4 separate regions of the Mus musculus genome follow, and all the other regions are linked to region 4. The links are chromatin contacts, called in public Hi-C and HiChIP or PLAC-seq maps. All regions are on one chromosome and are shown on one strand. The core of a region is the stretch at or near the end of the contact, and the rest is flanking DNA. Distances in the headings are between cores, read along the strand shown. Region 1 overlaps 2600014E21Rik (a long non-coding RNA gene). Region 2 overlaps 2600014E21Rik (a long non-coding RNA gene). Region 3 holds the start of Ttc30b (tetratricopeptide repeat domain 30B). Region 4 overlaps Gm50595.

Region 1 (5,137 bases), core at 1,806-4,305, 340 kb before region 4:
TCTGAGCTTTCTGTGGCATAGAACATCAAGTTATTCTTTTATCACGTGCCCTTTTAGTTCTTAAAGAAGAGAAATGGCTGTTTTCAAATATCTGGAACTCATCTACATTGTGCTGAGATATTCTGAATAATATTATGAATCTAAAATAAAATTAATTAATTAAAATAATAAAGGATCAATCCCCATTTAGACTTATCTTCCATATTGACATTTGGAAGCAACCATGATCATTAACATAACATTGTCCTGTGGAATAAGCTACATCTACTTTTACCTACTTGGACCTTAGCTAAGATTTCCCATACTCTGAGTTTTGTGCCTACACATTGTTTATAAGTTATATTAGCATCTGTGGCACCTACTGAACAGAGCTCTTGCCTTATCTAGCCTCTTACTTGCTACACACGACAAGTTCTGTAGCCCCGAGGGTACCATGACTGACTTCCCAAAACAGTGCTGGAGTGTGGGGAGCAAGAGAAGTCCTGAGCAAATGTGTGTCATTGACATGGAATGTCAAGGAATTCAGTGCTTCAGACCCCTAGGAGTGACAACACCTTTCCCAGGTGAGGTTCAGAGGGACAGCAAAGCCTTCTGTTGGTCTGGATGCAGGTGCTGAAAATGTCCATAGTATCTTTCTTCTCACGTTTCCAGCCAGAAGGACAGATGCTATTCCTAGTGGGATTAGCCAAATCTGCCTCCTTGTTCAGCTGTGTGTCCTAAATAGGAAGGTATGCTTATTGCACACAATTTAACCGTATACAATAAACACACTGAGCTCCTGGGGTACTGCTGCTTCTTCATCAGGAAGCTTAGACCTTCTGATTCCAGCTATCTCTGTGTCCGTATGTCTGCCCTCTCTTCATTCCCTTGATGCCCAGGTAGGTCAATCTCTGGAGTTGTTCAAGAGTGAGTCAGTAAGACACTGCCTGTTGCATGCATAGGTAATCACTTTGTGCGGTTAGAACATATTCCTACCAAAGTCTTGCCCATCGGTTACATTAAGGCAATCAACTATGTTCTTATTGTCTCCTCTCAAGCTTCAATGTGATATTATATCAGAGTTCTCTAAAGAATAAGAACCAATAGCATACGTACACATATACCACAAAAGAAGATTTATTGGATTGGCTTTCATAATAGGGGCCACATAATTCAACAGCAAGTGACCACATTGTGTAGAAATGTTTTCTTGAGATGGGCATTGGTGGTGCATGCCTTTAATCCCAGCACTTGGGAGGCAGAGGCAGGAAGATTTCTGAGTTCGAGGCCAGTCTGGTCTAGAGTGAGTTCCAGGACAGCCAGGGCTACACAGAGAAACCCTGTCTTGAAAAAAAGAAGAAAGAGAAATGTTTGCTCGACCCAGGATACCTCAGCAGTCCCAGCCCAGCATGAAGACCTGGATGTTTCATGACTGTCATTTGTAGAAATGTCCTGTTGCCAAAGAAGCTGGAATCTGGTGTCATTTGGTCACATGATAATGGAAATAAACTGGTAGATATAATGACCCGAAAGGAAAGTTTGCAGGTGTGGCCATGCTGACTTCCTCCTCTGTACCCTTTTATGCAAGCTGTCAGCCACATTCAGAACTAGGTGCCCTCCCGTCCCTCAACACAGACATGGCAAGACACGCAATCGTCTCTGACACACAGATGCATGGATATGTTTTACCTATCTTGGTAAGACATCTTCTAATCCAGTGAAGTTGACAACCAAGGACCATCATAGATGCCACATTCACTGTTTGATGCGTTAGAAGTATTCAGTCCATGTTTTTAAAACAAAACAAACCCCGAGGCTTATAAACTAGTTCAAGACTATTTTTAATAAGGAGTCTTCAGAATCTGAAGATGTACCTCAGTGTAGAACCCTTGCCTAGTATTTGTGAGGAACCTCCGTGGAAATAAGATAATAAACACCATTTTGATTATCCTCTATACCTAAATCTTACACTCTTGTTAGGTTTTAACAGCCTTCATGATGATGCTATGTACTCCTTCTCTGGTGGTAAATACAAACATACTGTTGGGCACTATTTCTTTTTTACTGCCTGGAAATATCTAAATTCATCATATACCTATAGCCAAGAATTCAATGTACACGTAGTGAGGCAAAAAGTTCAACCTTGTTTGTGACACATCTGCCCAACAGTGATGTGTTGATGGTGCTTCTTACAGATGAGGAAAACTTAGCATGGAGGGGGATAACACGGATTTAATTAGAAACATTCAAATTCATTCTTAATTCAATTCAGCCGTCCAGCAGCCGTGATGAGATCTGCATCATGATGTATTTTCAATACTATCTATTTTCATAAATGTAAACTTTCCCAAATATTGTTCTGATGGAGGCTGACATTTTAAAATATGTCCCATTGTCCTTTTCTGTGCAGTAGACCAAGCATGGAGTGCTCACTCCTATATCACTGTCACTGTGCTATCAGGCCAGATGGCTACTTCATCATAGAATCAAGAATTAGGAATAATTTATGTTCTCCCTTGCTCTAGAATGTGAAAATAGGAAGCGTTTGCTGCATGCATACCAGGAAGATCCGCTCAAAGCAGCAGACAAGCCTCTGCAGAGGGCATCTGCACTGTGGCTTTTTGTCTGCTCCGTTCCACGGAGGACTGAGCTCCAGGGCCGCAGAGAAATCGTGTAGGCACACGAGAGGATGCTTCATCTGCAACCCGATGAGGCTGAGAGCACCTCTCCACTAAGGAAAGCAAGCCGCAGCGAAGCTGTTCTAAAATGGGAAAGATTATATCTTACCTTCCATTGTTTCAAATCTAAAGAATCCTCCCTCCACAGGGGGGTAAATGTTGGCTTAATGTTCAGAGCAGTTGCTTTTGTGTCTGTGAACATTAACTGTTAGAAACGGAAGAGCTATTTATCCTCAGCCTGCTGAAGAGAACAGTGGAATTTTCTCTTTATTGGTCTATAAATAAGCAGTGTCTGAACACACCCTTTATTGGGAGAAGAGCCACGGCAACTCATTACACACACCAACTGGCTCGTCGGCATCTCTTTATTTCATGTTGCTGCAAGCATGCAGATGGAGAGGCCTAGACAAAGGAATACCTCTCACACTCTCACAAGTGTCGAGCCCGAGGACCAACCAGTACCCTCTAAGTGAAAGGAAAGTGTGTACAAAAGAAAGGGCATCTCTGCCGAGAGAAGCTCAGAGAGGTGTCATTGAACACAACCTCAGCAGTGACAGACCCAATGGCTGCTGGGTTCTAGGTCATAAAATCATTTATGACCAGCAAAGTTCCATGGGCCATTTGGGCTTTGCCTACATCATAACAAACCAACTGGTTAAGACAGCGAAACACAAACAAGAAGCGGCTCCAAAATGTTCAGTTCAAATTCTGCAAGCCAACCATCCGTTTGCATCCGGTTCTATATGTCAATTATTTGTGATTCTGAACACACAGAAAAGCCTTTGAAAACACTTTCATTATACGGCCAGTGTAGTCTGTTCTTGCCGTTGGAGTCTATCTAACTTGTTCCTAAGTATTAGCTTTTTCAGGGTAGAGGTCTCACACAATAGACAGTCATGGTAGGCAATTTTGTCGTGTGGCAAAGTGAAAAGGGTATCATTGTGAGTGAGAGACAGAAAACTCAGCAAATTGGAAACAACCAGAGGCAGCTGGCAGTAACTACACTCCCTTTCTGAGGAAGGAATTCTCTCCGGTAGCTCTCTGTATGTGACGTGAGTCTCCTACTCATATTAATGATGAGACCTCTTCCATCAATATCTTGGACTATTACCAGTGTCTCGGAAACATTTTATTGGCTGCTGCAGTTCATTGAGAATTAATTGATATGACACACTTACTCTACATGAACTTGGAAAAAAAAAGTCTATCAAGTGAGTGATTTAATTCATTTTATGTTAATTATAAACTATGCCAGGAAACACCATTATGGACGGACTTGTTTCCAGCTCTCAGATGGCATGTGTGAGCAGTTTGTATTTCCGACACGCTGCATACTCTGACTTTGACTGACCAGCCAACACTCATCTTAGGAGACACACTCATCTGGCACACTAGTCGCTAGTCCTGCTAGCTAGCAATGTGGCCTGTTCTTAAACAAATTAAACTGGGAGGAGGCAGCAAAATGGCCCACTTATCTTTATTTGTAATTTAACCAACATTATGAGAGACAACCTCCAATTTGGGCTATTTAATTTTTTTTTTGCCCGAGTCCTGTATATATTTAAATAACCCCCTAAGTGTTTTTGTGAAATTGAAGGGGAAGTGGGTGGGGGTGGGGTTGTTGCCAAGTCAAATGGAAAATAGAAGATTATTTTCGGAGGAGCATGTGAAGACTTGCTTGTGAAGGCGGCTTCCTGAAGGCTGTTATTTTCATTTCCTGTGCTATCCCGCCTAGGAGTAGATCCTTCTCAATGCCTCTCTCAGCCGGCACGTGCTCGCTCACACTGTTATTAAAAGAAGCCCATCAGAACTGGGTAGTTGTTATTCAGGAGCGTAACTCACGCATGGGGGATGGCGCTCCTTCTCACTCGTGCTGGTCCACTGCTTCTAATAGCAACCTGGAGCTCAATTTCCCCCTTCAGAACATTGCATTTCATGTGGAATGTCAATTATTAAAATGCAGTGTCCCGTGTCTCACTTCTCACTAGATGAATTCATTTGCAAAACTTGCTAATTTATGCAAATGATCCTTAACCTGTCAGTGCCTGGAATCTATTTCACACTGCTCCTAGGTCTTGGTAGCTTTGGAGCCTAGATGGGGGAAGCCATTACTGCAGAATTTGTCGGTTTGTAATCATTATAGTGGCTATTGAGTTGTTATAATTTTTTTTTTAAAGTAGCACCACTATGAATAAATAAAAAATGTGGTTTTAAGTGGAACAGCCAGCCAACACCTAACACTGAAATAAAATAAAATAAAAAATTCTAGAGATTAAATTAAAGATGGAATTGAATGGAAAGATCTAATATCCATGTCTCCTGACACCCCTGAGTAATGTTAGAAGCTAATGACTTCTTCTCTTGAAGAAACTAACTGGTTAATAATCCAAACGGGGGCTATCAGCTGCTGACGGAGGCAGATTCACCAAGTAGGCAGATAAGGAACTTCTTTATTTTAGTGAATACAAAGCACAAAAAGG
Region 2 (5,744 bases), core at 1,702-4,201, 380 kb before region 4:
CTACTGGTAGTACTATGTCCTTCTGAGGAACCGCCAGACTGACTTCCAGAGTGGTTGTACAAGCTTGCAATCCCACCAGCAATGGGGGAGTGTTCCTCTTTCTCCACATCCTCGCCAGCATTTGGTGTCACCTGAATTTTTGATCCTATTCATTCTGACTGGTGTGAGGTAGAATCTCAGGGTTGTTTTGATTTGCATTTCCAGACTGGCATTCTTAAAATTGCTGTTGCTGCAGCAGAAAACTTATTAGAAATGCCGAGTTTGGGCTCCACCTCAAACCCAGAGAATCAAAGTGTATGTTGGGCCCAGGGAGTTAGCGTTTCCTAGGGCCCTGGGTAATTCTGATGCTAAAATGTAAGAACCATCACAATGACTCAAACTTGACTGCATATTGTAATAACATCAGGATTTAAAAAATTGTTTGTTTATGCATGTGTCCCAACACTAGGACTTCTAATTTAGTTGCTTTGGGATGTGGCTCCTGAATCTCAAGTGTGTAGTGAAGACTGGAAACCACTGTAATAGTCCAGACAAAAAAAAATGTCCCCAATTCCTCTGTTTCTTGGCAGTCATGGTCCATCACCTAAGTGTGTACTTTGCACTAGGTGGCTAGCCAGCCACTCAGCCTTTCTGAATTGTCTGTTGAATACCTTACCACGTATCCATTAATAAGGTTTGTGTTATTCTTAATATTTTCACTTCTTAAAAGTTCATTCACAGTAAAAGTTGTTCTTGATTCCCATCACAGTCTTCCATTTATCGTCTTCAAGATAGTCATGGTTTTACAACAGTCAGATTCCCAAAGGTTTTCCTCAGACTCAAGAAATGTAACTTTTACATTATCTACTAGGGCGGGTGTATTCATGTCAAGATCCTTTTGAGAATATTTTCCAATCTCAATTCATTTTCAATCAGAGGAGTTACGTAACACACTTTCTCTCTATGTCTCCACTGTTGAATTAAATTGAGACAGGACTAACATGCAGGCCTGCATACAAGCTACTTTTCACCAGAAGACTTCACCAGAAGACTTCCAAGTCAACTTATCCTAATATCACGTGCATTCACTTATCCAGTCAACCAATACTGGCTGAGCGGATACCGTACATTCAACCCAACACTTAAACAAAAATACTCTGCTACCCACTTTATTAACAGTTCTTCAACAGAAACTAGCAATCTTTTGGCAGAAATTTCAATAATAATCCAGAGAGCCACATTCAAGAGTCCTTTCTATTCAGAGCTGGTGGCAGAGAGAAAGAACGTACAAGAACAGGCTGTGAAAGCCACAAAACTGGGGTGTCAGCTTAGCCGTCTGCCCTGTGGTATACAGTTACGGTCAGACATTCGAACATCTACCAACTGTTTATTTAGTATTTTAGTATTTCCTGTGTGGAAGGCACAGCGCCATCTCCAGGTTATAACATCATATAACAGCAGAAGCAAGCTGCCAGCGATGCCTTTCTACAGACAAGCATGGTGGCCCTGTTTGGTTTGGGCAAAACAGCATTCTAATTTCCTGGGTAGGCATACCTGCTTGACCAATGTCAGGGTTATTTAGTGGTGGCTGAATACTGTGTGAATAAACGCATTGTCTATTATATGCAGGTTTCACTGTGTGTGGAGTAAGAAATGGGGAAATAGAGTTTTTTTTTTTTAAATGAAAGGAGTTATTCAAGGGGCTAATGGTCCAATGAGATTTGGGGACTGTGTTACCCCTAGTCTCCTTTCTGGTGAAAAGTCGAGAAACTGCACGTGGGAAGATTACTCTGAGAATTAATATTCTGACTGACTTCAGCACCCTTTTCCTCCAAAACAAACAAGGCAACCGGCTGTTTTCCTAGCGAGCGACACTGCTCAGCCCACTCAGAGGTCAGGATCCACTCGGTGGGGCTGACCTGCTTCTCAGCGGTCTAGGTTAGAGGTTGATTATGGTCGGTGCCCTCCCCTCCAGTTTCCAATGTTCCCTCCTCTGTACTTTTAAAGCTAACACAGCTTCGTGATGGCAAGTGTGGCCGGTGTTGGTGTTGGGGAGAGAGGGATGGGCGTGTAGGGAGATGTGGGCAGGAGGGCAGAGGAAATTGACAGGAAATGGCAATGTAGCAGCCTCATACCACCCCCACTTGGCTGCTCACGGAGGGGAAAGTCCTCCCTAGTCACCGAGGGGTGCCAGAGCGCAGTAGGCGAGGATGATGGAATAATACCGCATTTCCCGTGTGTGTTTTTCATTAGGCCTGTTTTGTTTCTCTTCCAAGTGCTAGGGAAACAGAACAGAAGCTGAGCTTGAAGCTCGCCTCCCCTGGGAACAGCGGCCCAGCTAATAGGGGGGGTGCCCTGCGTGGCGTGGGTTCTAACACCTTCCTAATGGAAATAATGATTTGTAAAGTTTTCGTTATACCTCTGGCTACATAATTAGTAACCCGAAGAGCTGAGGTTTAAGACCGCTATTCTTCACTCCTGGCATTTTTGAAAATTTGGCAAAACATTAAATGTTCCGTTCTGGGACCCAAACAGGTCTTTGAGTAGCCCCAGCCTTGGCTGGTTGGGCTGGACCTTGAATCACTCAACACTTATTACGTAGAAATTAACTGGCTTGATGTCAATTAGTGAGAATTTGTTAGCCGACAGATCCAATGGCCCTCCCCCTCACCGAGTAGGGTAGTTACCATGGAAAATGTCCAAACACCCTCCGTGGGGGCTGACCTGGTTGGTATAAATGTGCAAATTGTGTAAGGCTCTTGTACATGGAGAATGTGAGTCTGTTCAAGGCTGAGGCCGAACATCCATTCTCACCCATCTCTCAGAGAAGATAATTAAGGGGAGCTCAGAAGGAGGCTGGCAGGAGAATTCTCTGCAGCATAAGAGATAACCAGTCCAAAATGCCTGTTGTTAAATGGGTCATAAAAGCACTGGGAAATCGATACCTGACTTGGTTTCAGGAACATGGCTGCTCCCTGCAGTGTCTGATCAGTCTGCAGTGGTCGTGCTGTCTGAGACCCTGGTCACCCACTGATAACTCTGGACACTGCAGAGGCAGATAGAGCTTTACCTTTGTCTTTTTATAAATAATTACCATCCCACCCCTCCCCCGACTCTGATATCGGGCAGCCCTTACCAAATCTACCGTGTGATAAATAAAATAAGGGCTCCTTTTATTAAATATCTAGGAGACGCGCCCAGGTGACCTGAAAATGTAATTAACCCTGTAAATAAGCAGATTGCTGGCTGAAACGCGTGATTGATAGATGGACCCCTTCAGCTAAAAGGGATTGCTTAATGGACTGAGCAACACTCTTGGACTCTCTCCACCTTGGAAGCACAGGTCCGGAGTCAAGCAGCTGCCCTCCACCACGTCCTCTCCTAAGATAAATGATGCTCTGGAAGGGGGCTGTGAGGAGAGCCCAGCGGTGACATCCAGGCTGTGTGGACAGACACTCTGGCCATGCTGCTCATGGGGCAATCACACACCCGGAGAAATGTCCTGAACGCTCCCTAGACTGGTCAACTAGGAGGTATCGAAGGGGTAAAATCCGTTCTCTCTCTCTCTCTCTCTCTCTCTCTCTGTCTCTCTCCTCACTTCCTCTTCCCCTTCGCTTTCCCATTCCCTCTCTCTATCTTTTTTTGTTTGTTTTGTTTTGTTTTGAAAATCAGGTTATTCATTGCATTAGAAAATGAGATAATATCTCAGAAGTATTAAAAAAAGCAAAAAAAAAAAAACCATTTGTAACTATAACCATACTCATACCTTTAAAAGAAGAAGCAAAACAGACTAGATTCCTAGAAAATCATTAGCAAGTACTGTTTGGTTTGAACACCTGCTAGGAAACACTTCTTCCTTCCTTCCCTCAACCCCACCCACACGGAGAAAACTCCCAGCTGACACATCTTCACCCTTCACCTTCATGTTCTAGCAACCCCCCCCCCAAGAGTGGGCTGAGGGGTTCAGCTTTCGACCATATATGGTCACAATCCCTGCTCCGTCATCACTGTGGCCTATGGTCTATAAAATCCCCTTGCCTTAGCCAGGGCTTGGGATAACCCACTGGGGAGCAGTGCCTACCAAACCAGCATGTATCTGCTTTTAATCTGGTCTGATCTGGTCTATATTTGTGTCGCCGAGAGAGGAAAATCCTATTAAGTGCAGCTACCTTCCTGTTCCTGAACCTTATAGCTTGGTTTTCTGAAATGGTTTGGGTGAAATTTTAGTGATGTACATTTTGGCCCTAATTGTATAGAACTGGTGTGGTCCAGACTGGAGCATTCTGGATTTATCCTCTTGGCCTTGCTTCTTGCTTAATTTATAAAGTGGAATTAAACACTCCATTCTCTATGATGTGTGTGACACTTCCAGAAACTGACAATGTCAAGACATGATGTCGTTTTTTTTTTTGTTTGTTTTTTTTTTTTAAATCCTGACAAGGTTTCCATAACCTGAGTACGCTATCAATGTAATTTATCACATGGTAGTGGATAGGAAACACAGGTCCAGAGCCAGGACTCCAGAGCAGATAGCCCAAGTGGAGTTATGTTCATCCGCTGCTGTGGGTATCTAGGGCCCTTTTTTTGCCTTGTCCTTAAGTCAGAATCACAGGGCTAATCTACTACAGTGCCACATGTAGTTAGCGCCATCTCTGAGAAGCCACCTCAACAGGGCCTCTCAAACCAAAGCCTGCATCTAGCTTTTCCCAGACAGCAATGATATGTTTCAAACTATGAAATTAGAGAGAACTCTGTCTTCTGGTTGCAGGAGGAGAACAAGGCTACAGTTCTAATCCCTCTCTATCCATGAAAGAATGTCTGTGGGCCATGACTAGTTGTTGAGTTTTAGTAGTTCCTAAACTTTAGTTCACTCCTTGCTGATACACAGGAAATAGAAAACAAAGAAAAAAATAAACAAACAAAAAACACGTTCAAGGTACACTTGGCGCTCAATAGTTACAGATTCAACCTTCCTTAGAGCAAAGGCTGAACATGACTACTCCATTATTCTCCCAGAGTCCATATTGCTAAGATTAGTGGGTAATTCAAGGTATATTTTAATGATAGGCACTTTTTTAGCTTCCTACGTCTCCAAGAAAAAACACTCTTACTGTTTTGGGGTCTTATATCACTGTGAGCTATGCTAGGTTGGCTTAGACTCTGTTTAAGAATGGTCAGTATCGAGTCTGTGGTCTTCACTAACTATCCTTGACTATCTGTGGGAAGTGCCCTTATCCCTGATGCTTGTATGGATAGTGAATGATATAATCTTTAGAAAATGATCTGAAGAGCCCAAGAACTCATCAAGAGTCTCTGGTGTAAGGCTTGTTACAACACCACTCAGTTATTACTAAGGGTGTATAAAAACAGCCCTGACCCTTTTACAATTGGTGAAAAGAATGGTTCCTTATATCTTAGTCTTCTTGGTTCTGTTTCCTGTAGTTTATCAAATAACTAACTGGTGATGGTATTAACACATGAACAACTTGATATCTTGGTACCTACAGTGATACATTTGCATTTCAAAGGGGTCTTCACTTGCAGAGTGCTCTGTGGAGACACTGACTCAGAAAGAATTTAGTCTAGGTCTTCAATGGCCTTATGGTGTAGGATGCAGATACTCACTTGAATGGGAGGTAGTGAAGCAGAGTGGCCCAGCGCACAGACTCTGGAGCCTGACTGCCTTGGCTTGTCTCTAGGCTGTGCCATTTAGTAGCTGGTAAATTCTCATGAAGGAGGGTAGCCCTTCTATGCCGTAGGCTTTT
Region 3 (5,993 bases), core at 2,513-5,012, 350 kb after region 4:
ATCTATCAACTTTCATTCCAGGACAGACCTTTTCATCAATTGTGGGAACGGGTTATTTTTAATGGTAATAGCAATGAAGTAAAATTTTCTGTACCCAGCACCCTAAAATAAGGAGAAAGCATCGTATTTAAAATTGTGCAGCCAAAGGTAATAATGAATAAGTGAGTTATTCATGGCCTATAGAATCAACTAAGCAGAACTCCTAGGGGCTCACAGACACTGAAGCGGCAATTACAGAGCCTGCGTGGGTCTGTGCTAAGTCCTCTGTTAAATATGTTATGGTTGTTAGCTTGGTGTTTTTGTGGGACTTGTAACAATGGGGGGTGGGCATCTCTGACTATTTCCACTGCCCTTGGGACCCTTTTCCTCCTACTGGGTTGCCTCACTCAGCCCTGATAAGAGACTTTGTGACTGGTCTTACTGTAACTTGTTATGCGGTGTTGGTTGATATCCCTGGGACGCCTGCTCTTTTCTTAATGGAAGAGGAGAAGGACTGGATCTGGGGGAGAAGTGCAGCGAGCTTTCACTACTGTGTGGGTTTTTCTTTTTCCCACCCTTTATCTCCTAGATTCCTCCCTCTGTCACTAGATAGGAAAGAGGGAAAGGAGAAAGAGAGATCTCTGAATCAAACTTTTTTCTTGTTTCTTCTTTAAGCACTACTAATAAACAAACTACACACAACTCCCCCAACTAACACTGACCCTGCCTATCAGGGCCCTAGCATTTATATACCCTCTGAAAAGTTCGCAGAATTCCAAATGTCACACAATCAGAGAAACTACCTGCTTCTGGTTAGAGCATGAATCACAGTCAGCTGCTGTGAAGCAGGCCCACATCCCCACACCTGGGATTAAAATAAAAACACATTCTTAGAATATTTCTGTGTTTTTAAAAAGAAACCAAAATTCAAGAATTCTGACTCTAGAGAAGGGAGGTTGTGGGAAAAACTCTGGAGAAGTGGAGAGAGGGGAGACTGCATTCAGGATGTATTGTATGAGAGAATTAAAAGCAGAAAACCTGAGTTCTCTGGTTACCTCTGGTCCTGATTACCGTGAGAGATAAATGTAAATAAAATACTTGAAAAACAGCAACAGTATGACTTGATCATAAATTCAAATCACCAATTCATGGCGCTAAACACCGCAGAGGTTTCTTTTCTTTTTCATTATTTATTAGTGATTATTTATTTATTAGTGTTTATTAAGTGAATTTACTGAATCTTGAAAACTAGCAAAACCAATTATTACCTAAGAAATTTAATCTGTACAAATTATTATATCTGTATTGGAAAACTGTCAAACACTCTAAATTCTCTATAAAATCATGGGGAGTTGTGCAAAGAGAAAACACAGTCGTTGGAGTGATTACAAGAAGACGTTATGGACGACTAAGTTCTGAACTTAGTGTCTGGTCCCTGGATAACATAATAGCAAAGGTTGTCCAAGATACATCAAAACCAAACAAAAATGGAGAAAACATGATAGAAACAACATCTTTCTCAGTTTTAAAAGTTCCAAAGTACTTTCTAGGGCCTGGGTTCTTACACAATCTCACTTGACAGGATTTAAAAGTGCAGGTTATATCGAATAGTGCTTTTGTTACACTAAAGTGTACAAAGTCTCACAAGTAGCAAATACAAATAGCAAAAGCTAGATACAGGAAAAACTGAAAATGTACATAGAAAGTCATCATGATACAAATTGTCAGCGGTAATTACACATTCCATCCAATTATCTCATAAATCAGAGCCCTCAACTTTCTTGATTCATATGTGACTGTATTCTTCCCAGTGTGCATTCTTTCTTCCTCCAAGGGCTGTTCTATAACAGCTGGAATGTTTCTACCATAAAGTTCACAGTGCTCTAGAAACTGCACACATTCTTGAATGACACTGTCCCTTAGCATAATTGTGTGCTTTGACATGTTCTCTAGTAAGGACAGGAAACATCTCTTGGCATAATACCATGTATCGGTGCCTAGCTTTTTATGGTAAGGCTCCAGGCTTTTGATAACCCGAGAGATGCCAAAGTCATAGTTTCCTTTGGCACAATACAGAGTTCCTATCACCAAATTCACAATGCAAAGGTGGTAGATTTTCTTGTCTGGGTCACCATAAGAGAGTTGTTCCTCCTCCTTCTCAATCTTCCTCATGAGCTCCTCAGCTTCCTCATTTTGACTTGTCATGATATAGGAAACACAGAGGTTGGCTAACACAATAGCACTGACACTCAGGATGTTATCATAATTCTTCTTGACAATGGGCTCATAGAAACCAATGGCCTCTTTGTACTTGTTCTCCTGCATGAAGAGGACATGGGCCACATTCAGCTTCCACACATCATGGTCATTACAGAATTCCACAGATTTGCGGAAGATCTTCTCCACCATTGGGTAATTCTCAAAGTTCCAGTAGATTTTTGCCTGGGCCATCAGTACAGGAATATACTTCTCAAGAGTTTCATCATATTCATTCACAGCCTTTTTGGCAGATTCATCATCTCTACTATGCCTTGAATCCTGTACTTGTATGGTGAGTTTCCGGAGCTGCTCAGTCAGCATGCCAGCCAACCCATCAAGTTTAATGAAAGCCTCTTCAGGAGCTGTCTGGCAAGTGATCATGGCATCCAAGAAGTCATAGAGATAGGGTGTGAGGAACTTGTAAGTCAAGTGGGCATTTTCTGCCAGGACATCAGCTGCCAGGTCAAAATACTCATATTTACAGTAGAGCAGCAGCAGGTTGCCAAAGGTCTCTGGGGGGAAGGGGTTCTGCTGGAGCAGAAACTGGAGCTTTTCAAAGCCCTCTGTGGGCTTGGCATCCATGTTCATCAGAGCCTGGTTGTGGAGGGTTACGGGGTCCAGCTCTTCCTCTGCTCTGGGTGGCATGTCAGTGAGGGCTTCCTGGGCTGCCTCGTAGTTTCTCAGCTGGTACTCTATGGCTGCCTTGAGGTTGAAGGCTTCGACCAGAGCAGTCTGGTGAAGGACTATAGTGTTGCCAACACTGCGAACATCAATGCCCTCCGTGGTCATGCCCACACCGAGTTCTGGGTGTTGACGGATGCCACGCTCAATGATGTCAGCGATATGCTTCAGAGCAGGCGCGTACTGCCGACTGCTGTAATAGGCCAAAGCCAAGTTGTAGGAAAGGTCAGGCTGGTAGCCAGAAGCCTGCAGGGCCGCTAAGAACTTGGAACAGGCAGCTTCATAGTGTCCCTCTTTGTAGAGCAGACAACCTAGGTTGATCTGACCATCATAATCACTCTCCCCTCCACTGTCCTCTACACCTTCCCCACTCAGCAGCTGCTCCACCAGGCTCCTGGCTCCTGGGAGGTCACCTTCACTGTACTTGATAGCAGCCTGGAGACGAAGGACTCGAGTCTGATAGGCGGGGTTGTCCAGGAGGAAGGCGACCCTGGTGGCCTCTGGATACAGGCAGGCCTTGTACAGTGCCTGGGCCTGGTACAGGCGGTACTGCTCGAGTTCCGGGTGCATCTGGCTCAGCTGCTCATAGCACTCTGCAGCGAGCTCGAACTCCTGCAGGCGGTAGTAGCAGTAGGCCAGCAGCGACAGCCCTGCGCGGCTGCGGGAGCTCCTCTGCAGCTCTGCGCTCAGCAGCTGCACCGCCTCTGAGTAGCGGGAGTCGCGGATGAGCCTGTACACCACTGCTGTGAACTCACCGTCGGGGATCTGTGAGCTGCTCAGCCCTGCCATATTCACCTAGCTTGTTTTGCATCCTGGTTTCCAAGGCAATAGGCCAACCGGAAACGGAAGCTGTTCAGCGGCAAGTATCCAACGGAAGTGTCTTGTGGATAAAAGCGAATCACCGACACGTTTCTATCAATTTCTGGATATGTTTTTAAACACTCTAGACTGTGGGGAAGCAATTGGGCTTGGTCTGGAAAATTTTCTAGGTAGTTCAGAGAGGGATATTCCACGTCCCGGCCTACATCGCTTCCGTTATCGCCCTGCATCCTGGGAAATGTAGTTTTTCCTCTTTGACGTTTTACAGTAATTGGAGTCTCTGCCTTTTCTCTGGGATCGGGATCTTGTTTCTATTGCTTTGATTGCTTCTTTGTTGGCACTGAAGTAAAGTTTTCTTGTGAAGGTCCCCCGGGATGCAGAAAATTCGCTGTTCTTTGAGGGTTCGAGTTGCTTGGCAATGGTGACGAAATGGGAATGAGGGCCGTCTCTGGACTTCAGGAATTCTAGTATATTCTTGCCAGCTGCTCTGACGCCCACTTTTTGAGAACGTTGTTAAGCAAGGGCCGGCAGTCCGTATTTTATTCTGTATCAAGAGGTGACGAGAGGGGGAAGGAGAGTCTGAATTGTAACTGGTGCTGTTTTAGATTTAAGTACCATTCGCCCTCTGTTTCGTAAATGACCGCTGTTATGAACGTAAATTGGTGCTTGAATTGATGAAGCACACGGCTTTGGTCTTTTCCTTCTTCAAGGAGAAGCCACAAAACTAACATTTTCCCCCTTTCCTATATGCTATTTTTCTCACCCTCTAAGCTCTACCAAACACTACCGTGAGTTTGTTCAAGACGTAATCAGCCTGTGCTTCTCGTGCCTCTGATCTTGTTTTCACGTATGAATCAGCTAGTTAATACATAAATGCTTCGCCAACTCCTTTCCCATACCCAGACTCTTAATTCGAAGCTCTTCAGGCAGTTACTATCTCTCCTTTCCCCCCTGTATGTAGAATGAGTCTCTAGGTTCTGTGTTATTGTTTTGGGGAGGTTATTCTGTATAAATTCAATTTTATTCTAGTATGACAGAGCAGTAAAAAACTACCGACTTATAAGCCGATATTGAATCACTGTTGAAAACCATGTACATAGATTTGACTGACCCTAATGTGTGGGGACATAAATATAATGCTTAGTTAAGCATTTGAGAAGTAACCAAGATAGCAGAATATTAATGTGTTCTTTCCAAATGAAGTAGTGACAAATTGTATGATTTTTCAATAACAAGGCTGTACTTTTAGAGCACGGATCATTTGACGTGGCTCTGGGAGGCACCTGGGAGACTGTTACCTTTTATAGTTTTCCACGATCTCCTCTAGCTACACCCAAGGCAAACAGACCACATGAAGGCATATCTTTGCTTTGTAATTAAGAACTTCAACATGAGGGCATTATATTTTTCTCTTTAATAGAATTGCTACCCATGAATCTTTTTTACCATCAACATATTGCAGCTCATCAACATATTGCAGCCAATATTCACCATATTTCATAGCACGCTGTTAGGCTTCTCACAAACTGCTCATAACTTTACTGAAATCTGTGTGCTGCAGATGAAGACTTTGTGCTTCAGGACAATTAAGTAACCTGCTAAAACCCACATAGGAAAGGGAATGAGCCATGTTATCTTAAAAGTTAAACTCAGAAGAATTAGTGATTAGGAGTTAATTCATATATGAACTCATATTATAGGAAATATTAGAGACTTGCTTTGTAAAGTTTTTTGTTGTTGTTGTTGTTGTTAAAAAATCAAAACAAACAAAACCCAACCAGTCTCATTTGGGTCATAGAAATCTGACCTTTGTGGCTTGCATTGTAACAATGAAAAAGTGTTAGGAAGGAATTACTGGCAAGTAGCCTAGGTTCCAGACACCTGTTACTTCTAGGAAAAGATCCCAGCAGACATTTAAATGCTACAATAGAAACAATATCATTCCTCATATATTCTGCTCAGTAGAACCTGGACAAGATAATTCTGTTTGAATGCCAAGGAAGTGAGAGACTCTACCCCACACTAAATGTAGCTCAGGATCAACAGAGGAAGCTACTGAGGAAAGCAAGTGAAACCACGTCAAGATGTTTGCCCAAGCAAACCTCTGCTGTAGCCCTTTACAGTCCTCAGTGTGGGGTTGAATGTAGGCTGAAGGATGTTATATAACATTGCTCAGTAGTCAGGGATGAGGAGGTCTCCCCCACGCTGGCCGGGTTGACTGTTTTTCTTTGAAAACAATATTCAAAGACTTAATG
Region 4 (5,176 bases), core at 928-3,427:
CATTCAAGAGGGGACCTAGCAAAGCTGAGCAACTGATAAATGAGAGTTAGAATATTCCGTTTCTAGAAGAGAAAGCTAGGGGTGAAATTTTCACCCTGGTCTTTCTGTAGAGATCTGAAGGAAATACTGTTACCTTCTTCCTATTTGTTTTTCTATTCTTTTTTTTACTGGGGACAGGGGGGAGACAAAGTCTCACAGAGCCCTGCCTGGCCTCCTGCTCATTATGTACATATCCAGAGTCTGGCCTTGAACTCCTGTTCCTTCATCTGCTTAAGTCACAGGCATGAGGTACCATGAGGTCAGTGTTACATTTTTATATTAGAAATATCTAGAACTGTCTGGCTTATAAATTCTGACTAGGGAAATGGACCATTAAATGCTGTAATGGATAACAACAATAAAAACAAACAAAAGAACAACTAAAATAAATTTTCCTGAATGCTTTTGCAGATGAGCAAGCTTTTCTAGGAAGGCTTGCATACAAACCTCTGTGAACTTGGGAGCTGTCTACTTAAGCCACTTCCAAAGCCAAGATCCTACAGTTTTCATGATAAATACTCAGAATCTGCACACAACTGAGCCGAAGATGTGACACTCAAACTTGTCACAAGAAGTCAGTACCCAGCAGGACGTGGTGGCGCACACCTTTAATCCCAGCACTCGGGAGGCAGAGGCAGGAAGATTTCTGAGTTTGAGGCCAGCCTGGTCTACAGAGTAAGTTCCAGGACAGCCAAGGCTACACAGAGAACCCTGTCTCAGAAAAAAAAAAAAAAAAAAAAAAAAGGAGTCAGTACCCACAGAACATAAAACTCACTGAGGTGTCCAGACACAGATTTCTGGGAAACCCCAGACTTATTTCTTCATTCGTGTTTGTTTGCAAAGCTTTCTGGTTGTTTTAATTAGCTGCTTATTTAATAATTCAGAATGTCCTAAATAAAATCTGATATTAATCCAATATAATTCTTTTGGCTCTGAAATACATTCAGCACATAATGTGTGCAGCTAGAATAGGAAATGCTGATGCAGCTCTTGGCTCTTCATATAGAGCCACTGTTATATGTTGTTCTATTTTGGGGCCATTATTTTTATTTTCAAAATATCTAATTGTTATAATTACCTACGTCTCACCGAGTAGCCTTTATCATCTCTGCCTTTTAGAAAAAAAGAAAAAACAAGAAAGGAAAAAAAGGAAAGGCAAGGAAAGTAATATATATAATATTATATATGTTATACATATTATATAATATTATATTAACATTATATATATATTGTAAGTGATGACTTCAAACCTATTGATTTAGGACCACATCTAAATAAACCCAGAAGCCCTCTCCTGCACATTAAGTTGAACAAGGTCAGACTAGGCATCTTCCAAATGAAGGGCTTAAGTGGACTAACTCTTTCCTGATAATAATGTCTATTTTAAGATAGCCACTAAAAACTGTCAGTGCTCATTTAGTAGATCAATTTCATTAAATGCTCTGAACTTCTCCCCAGTTGTTAATCTCATCATCTATTTCAGATGCTCTTTTGGTGGGAAAACTTAAGCTAAAACTTAATATCAAGTTGCAACAATTCTAACCAGGCCTGGAATACACTTTCCTGTATGTGAAATAAAACCTCGAAAGATCTTAAGCTGAGATAACAATTCTAGCTTTAAAATTCCTTGTTGCCAAAAAACACAGACAGACCCTACGAGCTTTATGCCAATTGGTATTAATGGAAAGTTACATAGAGTGTGTGTGTTTGAGGGTTGGTTTTTTTTTAATGTATCTTTTAAAATACGCACTTTCCTGTGACTGAAGTAAAGCTTCCCCTTTTGTAATTATTGATCAAAGACCAATCAACAAGCAAAAAGTTCAGGTCCAGATTTTAGTATCAAACACAGTGTAATTGAGGAAGCAGCTTCTCTCAGATGGCTATAAATGAAGCTTGTACTCAATATCTAGGTGAGCGAGGTAAACAGTATGACGGCCGGCTAATATAAAAATAACACATCCATTAATCAGGTAATGGGGAATTTGAGAAGCCTCCAGAACCCTTGTCCACGCCCACCACGACGCATCTGTTTGAAGCTGGGTCTCTGAAGCTATTTTTGCCCCGTGATTTAGCACCAGAGTCCTCTGGGTGATAGTTGAGGAAGCAGATGCCGAGCTTCTCGGGGCCAGGCTGGCTCTGACTCACGCGGCGGCTCCAGCTTTGTACTCACATGAGAGGGGGTGGAGCGAACGAAGGGCTGACTTCCCGCCCTGCTGCCAGCTTCCTCAAACTTTCCACTTACGCATTTGCCTCCCTTACCAATTTCGTTTGAAGTTCCCATGCCAAAATCCTGAACGGCATGTTCCCAGGATGCATTAAATTTTAAAAAAAGAAAAAAAAAAATCAGCGGGGATTTTCCCAACTGAAATAAAAAGTAAACTGAAAACTAAGAAGAGACCATCTTTTTCCCTTTTTTCTCTCTCTTTCTTTAATTTTCTTCTTCCCCACCCCTCAGCCCTCTTTTGAGTTGTTCCTCACTGAGGATGGCTCATCCTGGCATCTGCAGGAGAAAGATTGGGGTATGGAAATGGCATTGAAAATGTTTCCCTCTAAGCACCAGCCACCATTCATTCCTACTGGGGAGTCATAACCCTTCCCCGCGTTTCCTATCTCCAATTATTTACCGTGAAATGATTGAAGCTAATAACATCCACATCTATTTGGAGATTACATTTCAACTGTCAATTAAAAATTAACGTTTATTAAATGCCCACAAGATATAAATCTTTATTCTTTCGTACTGTATCAGAGCTGATAAGAATACGGGGTGGTAAAATCTATGACGCTTAAATACTTTTTATACTGGATTTAAAACAGAAACATGGGCCATGTTATGGGCTGAGAATGTGGTTTCTCCAGCAGCCGTTTCTATTAAAGCTAAGTTTTTTACAGAGAAATTAAATTCAATAGCCAGAGTTTTACAGAGCTTCACTCTAAGCTACTTTTCATTTAAAACAATTGGACCTGTAAAAGTCTTTTTTTTTAACTCTGATTTTTATTTAAATCGCCGAGATTTTCTTTTTGAGTGTCACTGTGATGTCTGTCGTTTAATTGCCACTGGAGTAATTAATTTAGGCTATTTATACAGTAGGAATAGGCAGCAGTTGTTAGTACTTCTTAGTTAAAGCCGATGTGAATCTGATTCCACCATCTGGGTTTAATCCCAGCAATGTGGACGAACGAAAGACCATCTTCATGGTAACTACCATGTTGGTCTTAGGGTAAGAGTTCACCAGTTGACTGGACCCCTTCACTCTCACTACATAAATATTTCTTAGGTCTGGAAAGATGGCTCAGTGGTTAAGAGCAATTTCTGCTCCTGCAGGGGACCCGGGTTCTGTTCCCATTCCTGGTGTGGTAGCTCACAACTGTCCAGAACTTCAGCTCCAGGGGACCTAATGTCCTCTTCTGGCCTCTTTGGGGACCGGGCACACATGTGGTGTACATACATATCCGCAGACAAAACACTTACATGCATAAAATAAATAAATCTTTTTTTACAAATAAGTATTCCTTGACAGCTACAAGGAGGAAATATATTGCACCCACTCGTAACATTCTGGTGGGAAATGAGGCACATTAAATGAAGAAAACTACGTCTATGAAAACAAAATGCGCTCAAAATGCTCAAAATGAACAAAAGAAGTAGCTTAGCCTCAAGACTTTCCATGCTTAGGACGGCTACATTTAACAAAAAGTACATACACAACCAGACGTGCGGGGCTAGAGGTGCGCTTCAGTGACAGGGTTCATAGGTTTGGTCCTCAGACACTAAAAACAAAAGACATTTTAAAATCCCCAATAATACTTTTGCACAAATACTAAAAGAAAAACACACACAAGGAGGGAAGGAAAGCTATAGCTATACCCAATAACCAATGCCTAGTGGCTATACTACTTAATTCAGTAATATATACTTAATTCAGAAATTAAGCAAATCTGAACAACTATTTGGCCACCCAGGGAAAGAAGTTCACTATTTTCATATAATTTTTTTAGACAGGGTTTCACAATGTAGCCTGGCTGTCCTGGAACTCACTATGTAGAATCACAGAGATTTGCCTGCCTCTGCCTCTGAATGCTGGGGTTAAAGGCATATGCTACCATGCCCAATACACACACACACACACACACACACACACACATTTTTAAAGGCAAGGTCTGAAATACAGTGGTACATACTAGAAATATATATATATATATTTTTTTTTTTTTTTTTTGAGACAGGATTTCTCTGTATAGCCCTGGCTGTCCTGGAACTCACTTTGTAGACAAGGCTGACCTCAAACTCAGAAATCCGCCTGCCTCTGCCTCCCGAGTGCTGGGATTAAAGGCGTGTGCCACCACGCCCCAAGGAATATTTTCGATTAATTGTTTTAATCAGTGGTTCTTAACCTGTGAGTGGGAACCCCTTGGCAAACTTCTATCTCCAAAAATACTTACATTACAATTCATAACAGTAGCAAAATTACAGCTATGCAGTAGCAATGAAAATAATTTTAGGGTTGGGATCGTCACAACATGAGGAACTGTATTAAAGGGTCACAGCATTAGGAAGGCTGAAAAACACTGGTTTTAATGAACACATACCCTGGTATATAAATCACCTCACCTCACCTGTGTCCTAGGCAGAACCCACAGGAGAAGACATGTCTCCTGTCCCATCCCATGGCCCAGGTAGTATAATACTGAAGGCCAGTTCCCCAGCATCTCAAGGGTTAAATTCTTTGTTGTACCTAATTTTGAAAAACTAAAGCAACCTGCTTAGGCTGGTTCAGCAAGGGAACCAACCGTTTCATAATGAGGCTTGGCCTCGCCTGTCCCAGTAGAATTAATTTTGTGCAGTAGAACACCTAGATAAATTAGTTTTGCTTTAAATATTGAGTCCTAAAAGAGTTAAAAGAGGGAGAATATCAATCAATAATTTTTACATTAACTACTTTGTATATGACAAAACAAAATTAACTTTGGCATTATAACCCCTTCATCTGGCATTTCTGACTGGCCCTGAGTTTTGAATAAAGAATTAGACGTCTTAAAAACCAACCGACATGTGTTCTCTTGGCCCACAATACTAACTCACTGTGGGTTTGTAAGAGATGTAATGGCTACCTACCATACATTTTCCAAGATTGTA

What was found. Hi-C and Micro-C count contacts between places; a contact is called where the count stands out from the background. HiChIP or PLAC-seq counts read pairs in DNA pulled down with a chosen protein or histone mark.
Region 1: a contact with region 4 is called in a Hi-C map of uterus, with 6 times the contacts expected there. The contact joins two enhancer-like sites. A contact is called at or near these places in 1 of 39 promoter capture datasets (the C10 cell line), 2 of 15 datasets of contacts at CTCF or cohesin (CD8 T cells and pro-B cells), 12 of 484 Hi-C or Micro-C datasets (the C10 cell line, the HPC-7 cell line, bone marrow-derived macrophages and 6 more), 8 of 115 datasets of contacts at active chromatin or transcription factors (T-cell acute lymphoblastic leukemia, astrocytes, embryonic basal ganglia and 5 more) and 1 of 9 other capture datasets (embryonic stem cells).
Region 2: a Hi-C map of uterus shows a contact between it and region 4, with 2.2 times the contacts expected there. The contact joins two enhancer-like sites. A contact is called at or near these places in 4 of 484 Hi-C or Micro-C datasets (embryonic stem cells, nephron progenitors and uterus) and 4 of 115 datasets of contacts at active chromatin or transcription factors (embryonic basal ganglia, embryonic limb bud, neural tube and 1 more).
Region 3: a contact with region 4 is called in an H3K4me3 HiChIP or PLAC-seq map of bone marrow-derived macrophages, with 4 times the contacts expected there. The contact joins the promoter of Ttc30b here to the enhancer-like site in region 4. A contact is called at or near these places in 14 of 39 promoter capture datasets (the 3T3-L1 cell line, 3T3-L1-derived adipocytes, the C10 cell line and 9 more), 1 of 484 Hi-C or Micro-C datasets (embryonic fibroblasts), 2 of 115 datasets of contacts at active chromatin or transcription factors (both in bone marrow-derived macrophages) and 2 of 9 other capture datasets (liver and macrophages).

The regions. Positions count from the first base shown.
Region 1 is chr2:75,241,841-75,246,977 of GRCm38.p6, forward strand. The region is part of intron 2 of 2600014E21Rik (a long non-coding RNA gene); the gene reads left to right. Among named protein-coding and RNA genes, the nearest start is that of Gm34401, 41 kb to the right of the region's middle. Within about 2 kb of position 3,056, at least 42 of the 459 cell types and tissues checked have an H3K27ac peak or open chromatin away from gene starts, as enhancers often do. A contact at or near this core is called in uterus, where this site is marked.
Region 2 is chr2:75,207,015-75,212,758 of GRCm38.p6, forward strand. All of the region lies in intron 2 of 2600014E21Rik (a long non-coding RNA gene), which reads left to right. Among named protein-coding and RNA genes, the nearest start is that of Gm13652, 72 kb to the left of the region's middle. Within about 2 kb of position 2,952, at least 28 of the 459 cell types and tissues checked have an H3K27ac peak or open chromatin away from gene starts, as enhancers often do. A contact at or near this core is called in uterus, where this site is marked.
Region 3 is chr2:75,934,700-75,940,692 of GRCm38.p6, forward strand. Ttc30b (tetratricopeptide repeat domain 30B) reads right to left here and starts at 3,763. Exons shown (of 1, transcript NM_028235.1): 1 at 1,150-3,763. The coding sequence starts at 3,708. The coding sequence ends at 1,714.
Region 4 is chr2:75,582,969-75,588,144 of GRCm38.p6, forward strand. All of the region lies in intron 2 of Gm50595, which reads right to left. Among named protein-coding and RNA genes, the nearest start is that of Gm39853, 28 kb to the right of the region's middle. Within about 2 kb of position 2,178, at least 192 of the 459 cell types and tissues checked have an H3K27ac peak or open chromatin away from gene starts, as enhancers often do. A contact at or near this core is called in bone marrow-derived macrophages, liver, macrophages and 2 more, where this site is marked.